Linked DNA regions of Zea mays: region 1 is linked to region 2. Evidence: chromatin contacts called from public Hi-C data. All regions are on one chromosome and are shown on one strand. The core of a region is the stretch at or near the end of the contact, and the rest is flanking DNA. Distances in the headings are between cores, read along the strand shown. Region 1 holds the start of LOC100383390. Region 2 holds the start of LOC100283515 (caltractin).

Region 1 (6,661 bases), core at 855-3,354, 300 kb after region 2:
CATAGTACAAGGACACAAAAACACACCGTCCCTGCCCAAACTCAATTCATCTTATGCGGACGGTCCGGCCTCCTGGCCTGGACGGTCCGCCAAAGGAAGACAGAGACAGACGGCCAACAGACCTCTCTGGCAGAGTCGCGGACGATCCGGCCTTCTGGCCCGGACGGTCTGCCGACCACAGAGAAAAAGATTTTGCGCTAGTTCAAAAGAATTCTAATTTCGAAACACGTAGCGCTGTTAGCCCTCATGTACATGCTACCATTTGTGCTCTACGAGGCACTAAGTTTTACACCATTCAAGTTCATTGACCCCTCTTAATAGTACGACTGTCTATCCTATTAATCCGGTCAATTACTTCTCTAAACACGAACGTTGACAGAGATTGGAGCGGGGAGGGGGAGGTCGTGGTGAGCATGGGGATGGAGATCATATGAGTAGGTGACACCGATGGAATATTGTGGGCATGGGGGGGGGGGGCTGGGACGTTACCGAAAGTGGCACGGTCGGGGAGTGGGGAACAAAGTGCGGGCGTGGGGACCAGGTGGGCTGAACACAATTCTTTCTACGGTGTGTAACACATATATAGAACAAGCATAACTGCTTGTATAACTTGTCATAAATGTTGTGTTTAGTCCGGCTTGGCTATCATCACTAACCTGGTCAGCTCGGCCGATTGGCTGGGTAGTTAGGGCTTCCCCAAGTTAGAGAGAGCCCAAGGCTCCTAATACATATACTATATATATAGTTCATATATCTAAAGCCCTGAGCTTCCAATAACTAGAGGAAGTCCAGGCCAAACGTGCCATTCAGTTGAGCCAGACCAGGTCCAGGCGTCTATAAAAGCACCGCTTGAGGCGTGCGAGCGGTGGTGATCCCAAGGGCGAGCGATGGTGCCCTCGAGGCGGGCGTGCGACGGCTCACATCCGGAGGCACAGTGGCGGCTCCCCGGTCTGGAGGCGCGGCGGCGGTGACTCCCCGGTCCGAAGGCGCAGCGGCGGGTGGGAGTGGCGGCAGATCTGGCCCGTTATAGACAACACATCCGAGGTGGGAGCGGCTGCGGCGACAGATCCGGGGCGCACGCGCGCGGCAGTGGTCCCCTGAGACGGGCACGACGACGACACATTTGAAGTGGGAGCGGCGGCGACGGTGGAATTCTATAGGTGCGAGCGGTGATGGCGGGCTCCCCCTAGCGCGAGCTATGGCGGATCCCAGAGGCAAGGCGACGGTTCTCGGGGGCACACAACAGCGGTGGCCCCCTGGGCGCGCGACAACGACGTCATCCGAGGCGGCGAAAGCTCCCCTAGACGCGAGCAACAAGCAACTTTGTATACATATTCATGCCAACATTAATAGGTTTTTACGACATAGATTTCAGTTCATGGCATTGGTTTCCATTTATTGTCTATTTATGATATTTCTGTTCAAATTTTACACAAACATTTATTAATTTTACGCATTATATCGTTACCTAATCCATTGTGTATATGGGGTTCGTACCACTTACGCCATATGTATTAGATATTTACCGGCAACGTAACAAAAATTCACAAAAAAGCTAACCGCTCTCGGATACAAAGGCCATTTGCGCTCATAACTGCAGGTTTACGCTCAAAACTGAAGGTTTTACGCTCGAACATAGAGATGCGTTCATCAGTGAACCATATGCCAGATTTTTACGTATTGTACCACATTGCATAAATAACTACACCGTGTATCATAATTAGTATAAATATGTATTATGATTTGGTTCTAACGAGACTAGTTGCCTTGCTGTTGGAGCGATCCTATTATTTATATATATATATATTATGTAAAACAAATTTTAATTTGAAAAGTAGCTTTTTTCTGCCTTATATAATCCAAACATGAGAAAAAGAGAGCCAAAGAAACTTTAGGATACTTATCATGAATCTAAAGAAGCTGCAGAGAAACTCCTCTGCCGCTGATCATGCCTTGTTTTCTAGCCTTCAATGCGTATCAAGTTATCACACCTCGCCCCAATTCGGCAATTCGCTACACGTACACACACTGCCCTCCACCGACTTCGTCGTGTCGTCTCAACGACATCCACATCCACCCGAGTCCGACCACCCCAACAGTTCACCCCCTAATCCCCGCGCCACCGCCCGCTACTGCCTCGCCGCCGATGGACTGCCCGCAGCTGAATTCTCCTTTGCCGGTGAACTGGGACGCGCTTGACGCCCTTGTCCTCGACTTCGCGAGATCCGACCGCCTTGTGGCCCCTCCCACTGCATCCGCCTCCCCCTCGCCGCCGTCTTCACCCTCCTCTACTACCACCGTCACCTCCTCGGCGCCATCCTCGTCTTCGTTGTCCTCTTCCTCGTCCTACAGGTCGCGTCTCCTTATCCGCTGCGCCCGCCGCGCGATCGAGCTGGGAGACGTCGACGCGGCCCTCGCGCTCCTCCGGGCCCGCGCGCCCGCGGCGCTCGCCGACCACCGCCTCCTCTTCCACCTCCACAAGCAGGTGCTCGGTGTTCCTTTGGTCTCCCGATACCTCTGGCGCTTGTGATTCAATACTGAGACATGTTAGAATTTGCGCGGCGGTGCAGAGGTTTGTGGAGCTGGTGAGGAGGGGCACGGAGGCGGACAGGGACGCGGCGCTCGATTGCCTCCGCACGGCGCTCGCGCCCTGTGCGCTCGACGCCTACCCGGTGAGTGCTGCTGTTGTGACTCTACTCCTCACGCCTGAGTGCCTGACCATCAAGTTGAGGTGTTCAAGCGTGAAATTAATATACTCCATGCAGGTAGTGGATTATGTACTGTGACTGTACTAAACCTGCGTGGTGGCTGATACCATGCTGGCTCGGAATCTTGCAACAAGTTAAGCATGCATAGGGATAGTTAATAATATTAGTGGATCATGAAGTGGTGAAAATTGTGGGAATTGTCAGGCTTGTTGTTGGATTTGATGAGTTGAAACTACAATTTATTTGTGGCTTTGGTATAGTGAGGATTGATTTGGTGTGGTCCGGAGGGGATGAGCCTCCTCTAACTTAGCAGGGCTGTCTTTACGAATTTGAGGCCCTAGTAGAAATGAAGAAGGGGCCCTAAAATTGGAAAAAACATATAATCAAATCACATTGCAAATTAAGCTGTTCCATTTTTTGTACTCTGTACGCTAGTATCGACTAGCAGGCTCAGGTTGCCACTTACCATGATGTGTTAGGTGTCCATAGGTGCAGCACTCCAGCAGAGACAGGGTGCGTCCCCGTATTGGCACTCAGCAGGTGTGGCACTGCATTTGCAGACTGGCAGGGGTTGTGTTGCTGCCTCGCTGGGTTGGCGGTGACCTGGGACTGAGAGACAGAGTGAGAGGAATTGATCAGATTTGATGGACCAGTTGTTGAGACTGATCGATGATCACAATCGATATTCCTTACAAGTTTCACTTCACGTTCATGTGTTGGATAAATGTTTTTTGTTCTCGTGTATGTTGAAGAAAAAAAGTGGCTTAAGAATTGTGGGGCCTGTGCAGCTGGCCACCTCGCCCCTCCCAGCTGATGGCCCTGGTGGTCAGGATCCCCTGTTTCAAATGGCACATGTATTCAGGAGTTTGGCTTGGCAAATAAGTATGGCTGTGCAAAATACTACTCCGAGTGAGATATAGTCTTCAGAATCTGATTTGGATTTAGAGTGTCCAATTTTTCATTACAATTTGGACATGGATGTGGAGGTAACTCTGGCATCCAGTGGTTAGTGGGTGTCTGGGTGATTACCCTTGGTTATTACAGTATGCAGCTTTGAAATCTGTGTTATAGAAATTGGATTTCTTATTTAAAAAAAGTTTGGAGGTAATATGTTGCTTCATATGAGGGCATATTGATAGGAGACTTCCTGCTAGTTTGAGCTATCACATGAAGGAAAATTTATGAAAAAGAGGTTCTTTCTTGAGCTGTGATGTAGGCAAAGTGTAACTAACATATAGTTTTCCACAAGTGTCGCGAAATTAGTCAACAACTCAACATATGATGTGTAGGGTAGGGTGCTAGGAAAATGTCTGCGACCACAATCGTGTCAGTCAAACAAGCAGCTATCTGGGAATCTGTGGTGTAAATGGGATTAGGTTATGTTAGGTGCATGCCAAACGTGTGGCCTAAGAGCTAAGATTGCACTCCTATTGTGTTGTGATACACAAAAGCTGGAAAGTTTTACTTTTTGTCGCATTTCTTTGGTTGCTTTTCCACTGATGTGCCATACTGTATTTTGGTTAAGTTGTCAAATCTACCCCTTTAGTACACCGGCTGTCTTGCCACTCTTTGTCGGAGGTAATTGCAGCTAAATGTTGTATTGTGGTAGACAACCAAGCAGATCCTAACTCAACAACTGAATTATGTGATTATGTTTATATTGTCGAGGTAGAGCCACTTATGTTGCAGCAGCTGATATTTACAAAAGCACTAGTTACTGGTACATTAGTACAAGATGGCATTTTGAAAGGGTGCTTGTGATGGTCCTACAGTTATGATCATTGGCTCTACACAGTTAATCTGTACTAAACAAGTTACAAAAACATACAACGTACTTTTTACAAAAACGATGTTTTTTTGAAACTTGTCATGGCCAAGTGGTAATTCCTCAGAAATTAGTTTATAATTTTTAATTCAAAGCATGCAACAAATGACTTTCCTTTTGTCATAAGATGTTTCCACCATGAGTGGTTATTTATAAGTTTAGGCCTTATGACTGTTGGTGCATTTTACAGTTTCAATTTCATTCACAATGAATGGTTATACTGCTTGTGTTTCTCTACTACCCTGGTTCTTGTTTGATAAGGTTACGGTGCTCATTTAGTTCTTTCCTGTTCAACCCTTGGGTGGGCAAATTTCAAATGTATTAGAAAGCCATATATTGAACGTAGCACTAAAAGAGAATCATGCAGCACCTGGGATATATATCAGACAGCTAAACCTGAACAAACACATTTATCCTAGCATGTTTAATTGACTTTCTTTTTGCTTGTTTGGAGCTTGCTTACTCAATATTGATATGTTAATATGCCCTGAAGGAAGCTTACGAGGAGTTCAAGCATATAATGCTTGTGTTGATATATGACAAAGAGGATCAATCTTCCCCCGTTGTTAATGAGGTATGTAGGCCCCCCTATGTCCATATTCTGCTTCATGAGCTTGTTAACTAATAATGGCACAAATATGTTAATTGTTCATACATTGTATTTGGTGACATTACTTCCATAAATAGTGCATATAAACATAGACCAATTAATACACTCAAGCAGATAGCTTGTAATATTTCTTGGCAATGTATTGACACCTCTGGGTAGTTGGAAGCTAGTCGAACCAACTAAGAACCATTTGGGTTGTTGGAAAATAGAGCCACTTACAGGAGTTAAGGGAGTTGGTTGAGACAACGACTAGGAGGTGTGTAAATATATAATGCATCCAAGAGATTAAATGGAAGGGTGAGAAGGTAAAGGACTTGGATGATACCGGCTTCAAGCTATGGTACAAAGGAATAACCGCAAAAAGCAATGGAGTAAGAGTTTTGATTGGCAAGAGCTTCAAGAACAGTGTGGTGGATGTGAGAAGGCAAGAAGATAAGGTTATCTTAGTAAATTTAGCGCATCAGGGGACTATTCAGAGCTCTCTTCCAAGGGGCAATAGGGTTCGAGTCTCCAGAAAGAGTCTGGAAAACTTCGGCACCCGGGAAGTGTAAGTTCTGGATTATCCGGAGAGGTGTCCGCTTTGTGACCAAGAAGCTGAATGTATAAACCATCTACTGGTTGGGTGTGTTTTCGCCAAGCAATTCTGGTTTGGGTTGCTCAAAGTTATGGGCTTGCATGGCGTCTGTCCAGGGGCGGACCCAGTGGGTGGTCCATATGGTCCACGACACACCCTAAAATCGTAAAATGTTAGTTAGCATAGTGGTGTAAGTACTATCTTTTGAGCTTGGCAGTCAAGGTTCGAGTCTTGTTGATCTCTGTTTTTTTGTTTCTTTTTTTAATATTTTTTCTGGCACACCCTAAGCGTAGCAGCTGGGTCCACTACTGCGTCTGTCCTATGCCTGATGACCTTTCCTTTGAGTCTTGGTGGAGGAGGAGTAGTTCCAGAGTTGCTGATCCTTTAAAGAAAGGTTTTAACTCTTTGCTGACTTTGGGACCGAGGGAGACAGAGGCCAGAGGGTGAGAGCGACAATGAGTATCTCTCCTGCTCTCCAGTTGCTAGAGAGGGAGGGAGGGCAGAGCCGTACCGCCATGGAGGAAGGGCGACACTGCCATCGCAGAATGGTGGACTGGCGTGGTGAGAGGAGCAGGAGTGTTGTGTGCTCATGCCGCCGAACAGAGGAAGAGGGCTGCCGTGGAAGGAAGAAGAGCGCCGCTGCTCCACGGAAGGAAGAGGGGGAGCTTGCCGGCGCGCCCAACTGCGAGGGGGAGCTTGCTGCGCTGTCTGGACTTCGCCGGGGAGGGGCAGCTCATCGGGAAGCTGCCGCCTAGACTTCGCCAAGGCGTCCTCAGGGGCAACGCATTACTGAAGCTTAAGGCGCCAGGGTGATGCCTTGATCTCTAAGGTGGAACCTTACACCTTAACCTCGCCTTACCATTTAAATGTTGCTTAAGCAACACCTTAAAACTCGGCCGGTAGGGGAAAGACCGCCCCACGATAGGCCACGAAAGCTGGAGCCC
Region 2 (6,621 bases), core at 3,653-6,152:
TACCTCCACACCAGAGGGCCTGTGGGACAACAAATTCCAGGTGGCTCGCCGGTGACCACTACACCAGCAGCGACCAAGTCACCTGCAGGCTCGCGTCCCCTCCTGAAGCGACGGGAGAGCACTCTCCCACGGCGTGAAGACGACGCACCCGTGTCCCGTTCCTCGAACGGCTCGCACGCGCAACGGGCGCCACGCGAATCGCCCGTCCCGTCGCATTAACTCCCCGGCGGAGCAGGCGACACCTCTGGCAGGCGAGGCGGGCGTCGCTTCGCCTTCGCCATAATGACCGCGTCAAAAAAGGTGCGCCGCCTTATTTAAATTCATATCCTTCCCCTCCTCCTCTCTCTCTCTTGCTACAGGGACCGGGAAAGGGGATGTTGTGGAAAGGATCCTTCTCGGCGAAGGAAGCGGGCCCCGAGCCCTCCTACTGATCAGGGGTTCGAAGGCTGGCCCCTCGGAAGGGTTTCGACAGCCGCCCCAGAGCACTCGGACTTCAAGCCCATTACTGATCAGGGGTTCGAAGGCTGGCCCCTCGGAAGGGTTCGACAGCCGCCCCAGAGCGCTCGGGCTCCGTGCCCATTACTGATCAGGGGTTCGTAGGCTGGCCCCTCGAAAGGGTTCGATAGTCGCCCCAGAGCACGCAGAGTGAGGGATGACTCTGGGTACGTCCGATACATGGCCGAGGCTCGGGCTACGCTCCCGAGGTACCCTAGGACATTTCCAAGACCAGCGGGAACGATTTGTAACGGAATCCCACCGGAGGGAGGCATCGAGCCCTCGGACCCTGTCGAAGGGGTCTGGGTCCGGCGAATCACCCGCAGGTACTTTTGGAGCGCGCCTCTGGGCCACCAGCCGACCCCTAACGAACGGGGCACGGGCGTCCACTCGGATCACCCGTTAGCAGCTCACTGGAAACACCATGTTCGGCGCCCTCCGAGGGCAACGTGGCGCTTTCCCCCCTCCTCCTTGCGGAAAGGCGACGCAGGGGCGTATGATAAAAGTCGGGAAAGTCCTTGATCGTCCTCTCGCTCCGTGCAGAGGCTCGGGGGCTGCTCTCGCACCCGGCTACGGCCAAAATTGTTGACAGCGTCAACAAACCAGCTTGATAACTTGGAATCTGACCACGCACCCGGGCTATGGCTAGACCGCATGAGGGAACGATCAGACCGGCCGAGGCGCCACGAAAAGCATTCAGACCTCAGAGGAGTCAAACCACTCCTCCGAGGCCTCAGGGGCTACACCCGGCGGGTGCGCTCGCGCGCACCCACCAGAACAAAGCAAAAACCGAGAAAGGCCGGTCCCCTCACCGAAAATGCGGCAAAAGCCTCCAAGCGAGTACCAACACTCCCTTCGAGGCTCGGGGGCTACTGTCGGGTACCATAATTAGGGGTACCCCCAACGCTCCTAATCATGGCTGGTAAACACCCTTAGACCAACTGACGGGCGCGGTTCAAGTCAAGGCTTCGTCTACCCAAGGGACGCGATCTCACCCGAGCCTAGCCTCGGGCTGGAGCAGTAGTCCCAGACGAGTTCATGCCTCGCCCGAGGGCCTCCTCAGGCAGCGGGCGCCCCCTCGGCTCTCCCGAAGCCCGGCTCGGGCAGGCTTCGTTGTGAAGCAACCTTGGCCAGACCGTCTCACCAACCGACCGCTTTGCAGGCGCATTCAATGTAGGGGACGCCTGACGCTGTATCCTGACACACGCGCCTCAGTCGGCCAGGCGAAGTGACCGCAGTCACTTCGCCCCTCTTCTTTACTGTCTGATGTGACAGGAAAATAGCGCCGCTCGCCCTGCTCCGACTGCCGTGTCAACCACCCAAGCAAAGACTGACAACAAGTCACGATCAACCACCGAGTTCGGCCTCGGGCGCAATAGGAAGCTCCGCCTCGCCCGACCTCAGGCTCCGGCTTCGGGAGGAGGTCTCCGCCTCGCCCGACCCTCGGACTCGGCCTCGACCTCGGTCTCAGGAGGAATCGCGTCCTCGCCCGACCCCGGCCTCGGCCTTAAGAGAAGTCTCCGCCTCGCCCGACCTTGGGCTCGGACCGACCGCGCCAACAGGGGATACATCATTACCCTATCTCTAGCCTGCTCAGGCTACAAGGAACAAGACCGGCGTTCCATCTGGCTTACCCCGGCGACGGGTAATGATGGTGCCCCACGTGCACCATGACGCCGGTGGCTCTCAGCCCCTTACAGCAACAAGGAGACGTCAGCAGGATCCTTGCCGCACTGCCAGCTGTGCTCCTACAGGACTCAGGCGCTCCTCCGACGGCCACGCTATCACGTGTACAGGGCTCAAGCTCTCCCCCGACGGCCACGTTGGCATGTACACAAGACTTAGGCACTCCTCTGTCGGACACGTTAGTGCATAGCTACGCCCTCCGTTGTACGTCTGGACCCTCTCCTTGCGTCTATAAAAGGGAGGTCCAGGGCCATCCTGAGGGGGGTTCGCGCGAGGGAAGGAGCGAACGAATGGGCTCCCGCTCTCTATCTCTCTCTCCCTCACGCGACGCGCTTGTAACCCCTACTACGAGCGGCACCCCTGGTGCAGGATAATACGAGGCTTGTCCCACCTCTTGTGTTCCATCCCGCGCCAACCGATCTAGGCAGGGGCACGCAGCGATTTCATTCGTCGTTCCAGGGACCCCCCCGGGTCCGAACCCCCAACGCTCCTAATCATGGCTGGTAAACACCCTCAGACCCACTGACGGACGCGGTCCAAGTCAAGGCTTCGTCTACCCAAGGGACGCGACCTCACCCGAGTCTAGCCTCGGGCTGGAGCAGTAGTCCTAGACGAGTTCACGCCTCGCCCGAGGGCCTCCTCAGGCAGCGGGCGCCCCCTCGGCTCTCCCGAAGCCCGGCTCGGGCAGGCTTCGTTGTGAAGCAACCTTGGCCAGACCGCCTCACCAACCGACCGCTTCGCAGGCGCATTCAATGCAGGGGACGCCTGACGTCGTATCCTGACACACGTGCCTCATTCGGCCAGGCCGAAGTGACCGCAGTCACTTCGCCCCTCTTCTTTACTGTCTGATGTGACAGGAAAATAGCGCCGCTCGCCCTGCTCCGACTACCGTGCCAACTACCCAGGCAAAGACTAACAACAAGTCACGATCAACCACCGAGTTCGGCCTCGGGCGCAACAGGAAGCTCCGCCTCGCCCGACCTCAGGCTCCAGCCTCGGGAGGAGGTCTCTGCCTCGCCCGACCTCAGGCTCCGGCCTCGGGAGGAGGTCTCCGCCTCGCCCGACCCCCAGACTCGGCCTCAACCTCGGTCTCGGGAGGAATCACGTCCTCGCCCGACCCCGGCCTCGGCCTCAAGAGAAGTCTCCGCCTCGCCCAACCTTGGGCTCGGACCGACCACGCCAACAGGGGATACATCATTACCCTATTCCTAGCCTGCTCAGGCTACAAGGAACAAGACCGGCGTTCCATCTGGCTTACCCCGGTGACGGGTAATGATGGTGCCCCGCGTGCACCATGACGCTGGTGGCTCTCAGCCCCTTACAGCAGCAAGGAGACATCAGCAGGATCCTTGCCGCACTGCCAGCTGTGCTCCTACAGGACTCAGGCGCTCCTCCGACGGCCACGCTATCACGTGTACAGGGCCCAAGCTCTCCCCCGACAGCCACGTTGGCATGTACGCAGGGCTTAGGCACTCCTCTGCCGGACACGTTAGTGCATAGCTACGCCCCCCGTTGTACGTCTGGACCCTCTCCTTGCGTCTATAAAAGGGAGGTCCAGGGCCATCATGAGGGGGGTTCACGCGGGGGAAGGAGCGGACGAACGGGCTCCCACTCTGTATCTCTCTCTCTCCCTCACGCGACGCACTTGTAACCCCTACTACGAGCGACACCCCTGGTGTAGGATAATACGAGGCTTGTCCCACCTCTTGTGTTCCATCCCGCGCCAACCCATCTGGGTAGGGGCACGCAGCGATTTCACTCGTCGGTCCAGGGACCCCCCGAGTCCGAAACGCCGATAGTACTACTCGGCAAATACCCGAATATTTCGGTGTCCATTTATTTATTAGAGGGAGCATGTAGCTAGCCATGTATTAATAATAATCCTTAGCGAGGTTGGTATGTTGCTCGTCGAAGCCACATCCAACCATCTCAACTCCTTTTAAACATGGGTTTCGCGGGTTGTGCGTCACACGCGAAGCGCACATATCTGTTTTTTTCTCCATATCTCGTCTAACAACTAGATTAAATAAATCTTACCTATTTTGCATGAGCAACACACCATGCAACCACGGTTAAAAACTTTGGTTTTTTAAACATCACTTTGGTTTTTCGGTTTTGAGAAACTGTGATTTTACGGACATTAGAAACCGTTCGGTTTGCTAGAAAATGAAAAACCGAGAAGTTCGGTTTCGCTTTCTTTTTTTACTTTGGTTTTTCGCTAAAAACCGAACACCAAACTTGGTTATAAGACAATGTATACAACAAGTTTACATGATAGATTACACACGATTGTAAAAAGTAAAAAATATATATATATACAAGAATTTAGAGATACATCATATAAAAATAAGTGAATAACAATTTTGTTACGTCACACATTTAGTTCATGTAATCAAATAGTCTAATTTCACAATTAATAAAGTTTGGTATTTCTGTTTTTTTATATTTCGGTTCAGTATAGGATAAAAATCGATTACGATATTAAATACTGAACTTCATAGATAAAAAACAGAAATCAACCGACCTAACAAAAAAAACTAAATTTTAGATACGGATGAAAAAGTGCCCACTCCTGTGCTGGAAGGACACCGTGGGCGGCTTCCTTGTAGCTGCAACGCACCCCGTGTGGGCCGTGGGCACGTCCCGTCGCTGTCTCTCTCCTATCCTTCGCTTGTCAAAACCTTTATTTTACGTCGCTGTCCTCTTCTCCTTGACGAGTAGCGAAAGTGCCAGAAACCATTATTCTTCCATACGCCTTTTCTGCTGCCGCTGCATCTTCCACTCGCGTCAAGAAACGAAACCCAGCTGCACCAGCAACTTCTGCCAGCAGACCCAACGACCGAAGCTTTTTTTTTCTTTCTTTTCATCGCCGCCGCTCGGGGTTCAAGGTTCAGCGCGTCCCCGAATGGTACGTGACTCTCGCTCGCCGACGGCCTGATGGGAGTGATCTCCTCTGCTTTTCTCAACTCTTAGATTAGACCCTGCTTTGCTCTACTTGAGTTTAGCTATTGGTTTAAGTGGATCAATCGTGCTGGTCGTTCCTTCCATGAGAATCTGCTTCAGTTCCTCATGAGCAAGACTAGTTGGATGCTGCGACGAGATGTTTGGTTGCCTTTTGCCGCTAGTCCCTCCCTTCTCGTGATTCCTGAAGCTCAACCATGCATGTCATTCAGGCTCCGTTATATTATATATAGATAATTGATCTTATTACTTGCTGGGTTATCCTAGAGACTGGGTTCTAGATACTCGTGTGTATCATCAGTTTAAGTTGCACTTCACTTGTTTTCTGATGAAAACAGAGGAACCTCTCATCATTGTGGTTGTAAGCACCTGCTCTGACAGACCACAACAGAACGGCGTAATTTTGTTTTCTTCAGAGTTGATTACCAAATCGTGGCAAAGCCAAAGCCCGTCTGTTCTTGCTCTCGATGATTTGGGACGCTGCCATACATATGAGTCGGATCGGAAGCGGCGGCACCGTGATTTCGTCGTCCCTGTAAAAAAAGAACCATTTTTTCTCCTCTCTCTCTGAAAACTGAACGTTGTTGGTGTGGCGCAGACGGGCACGTACGAGGCCTCCGACCGTCCTCCTCCTCCCAACTCCGCCGGCTACCGGACCGACAAAGTCCGGCGAAAGCGGCTGACGGCGCAGAAGAGGAAAGAGATCAAGGAGGCGTTCGACCTCTTCGACATCGACGGCTCCGGTCGGTGACGTGCTAGTGATGTAGCGTTTATATATACAAACACATGCGCATGTGTTCGCCCATGGCGGCCGCTGTGACTTTCACCTTTCACCTGCTTGCATCCTCCAGGCACCATCGATGCAAGGGAGCTGAACGTCGCGATGAGGTATATATGCGACCTCGCGCTCTCCGTCCGAGCTTCCATTCTACTACAAAGGTCGCCAGGAGTTTGTTAGCTAATGCGTGCGCGTGCTGCATCCTACTATGTTTTGCAGAGCCCTTGGATTCGAGATGACACCGGAGGTACGTACGCGTGACGTGTGCCAATGGCGACGACAACGTAAATGGCTCCTTAGTTGTAGGGTGCGTGCGCGTGTGTGGTGATGATCTGCATGGATGATATGTATGGCATGGCATCGCATCCGCAGCAAATCGGGCAGATGATCGCGGAGGTGGACAAGGACGGCAGCGGCACCATCGACTTCGACGAGTTCGTGCACATGATGACGGACAAGATGGGCGAGCGGGACGCCCGGGACGAGCTCCACAAGGCGTTCCGCATCATCGACCAGGACGCCAACGTACGCTACGCAAACCGACTGCGACCAACGACGACGACGGCAGATAGATAGATAGATACATCGACCGATGACGATGACATGCTATATATATGCTATCGATGATCGATGCTGCAGGGAAAGATCTCGGACATGGACATCCAGCGGCTGGCCATCGAGACCGGCGAGCACTTCACGCT

What was found. Hi-C and Micro-C count contacts between places; a contact is called where the count stands out from the background.
Region 1: a Hi-C map of leaf shows a contact between it and region 2, with 5 times the contacts expected there. The contact joins the promoter of LOC100383390 here to the promoter of LOC100283515 in region 2. A contact is called at or near these places in 4 of 25 Hi-C or Micro-C datasets (ear, leaf and tassel).

The regions. Positions count from the first base shown.
Region 1 is chr5:39,115,306-39,121,966 of Zm-B73-REFERENCE-NAM-5.0, forward strand. It overlaps LOC100383390, which reads left to right and starts at 2,105. Exons shown (of 12, transcript NM_001176045.1): 1 at 2,105-2,485; 2 at 2,571-2,672; 3 at 5,027-5,107. The coding sequence starts at 2,147.
Region 2 is chr5:38,813,140-38,819,760 of Zm-B73-REFERENCE-NAM-5.0, forward strand. It overlaps LOC100283515 (caltractin), which reads left to right and starts at 4,903. Exons shown (of 6, transcript NM_001156415.2): 1 at 4,903-5,089; 2 at 5,741-5,885; 3 at 5,994-6,030; 4 at 6,140-6,167; 5 at 6,293-6,445; 6 at 6,560-6,621. The coding sequence starts at 5,087.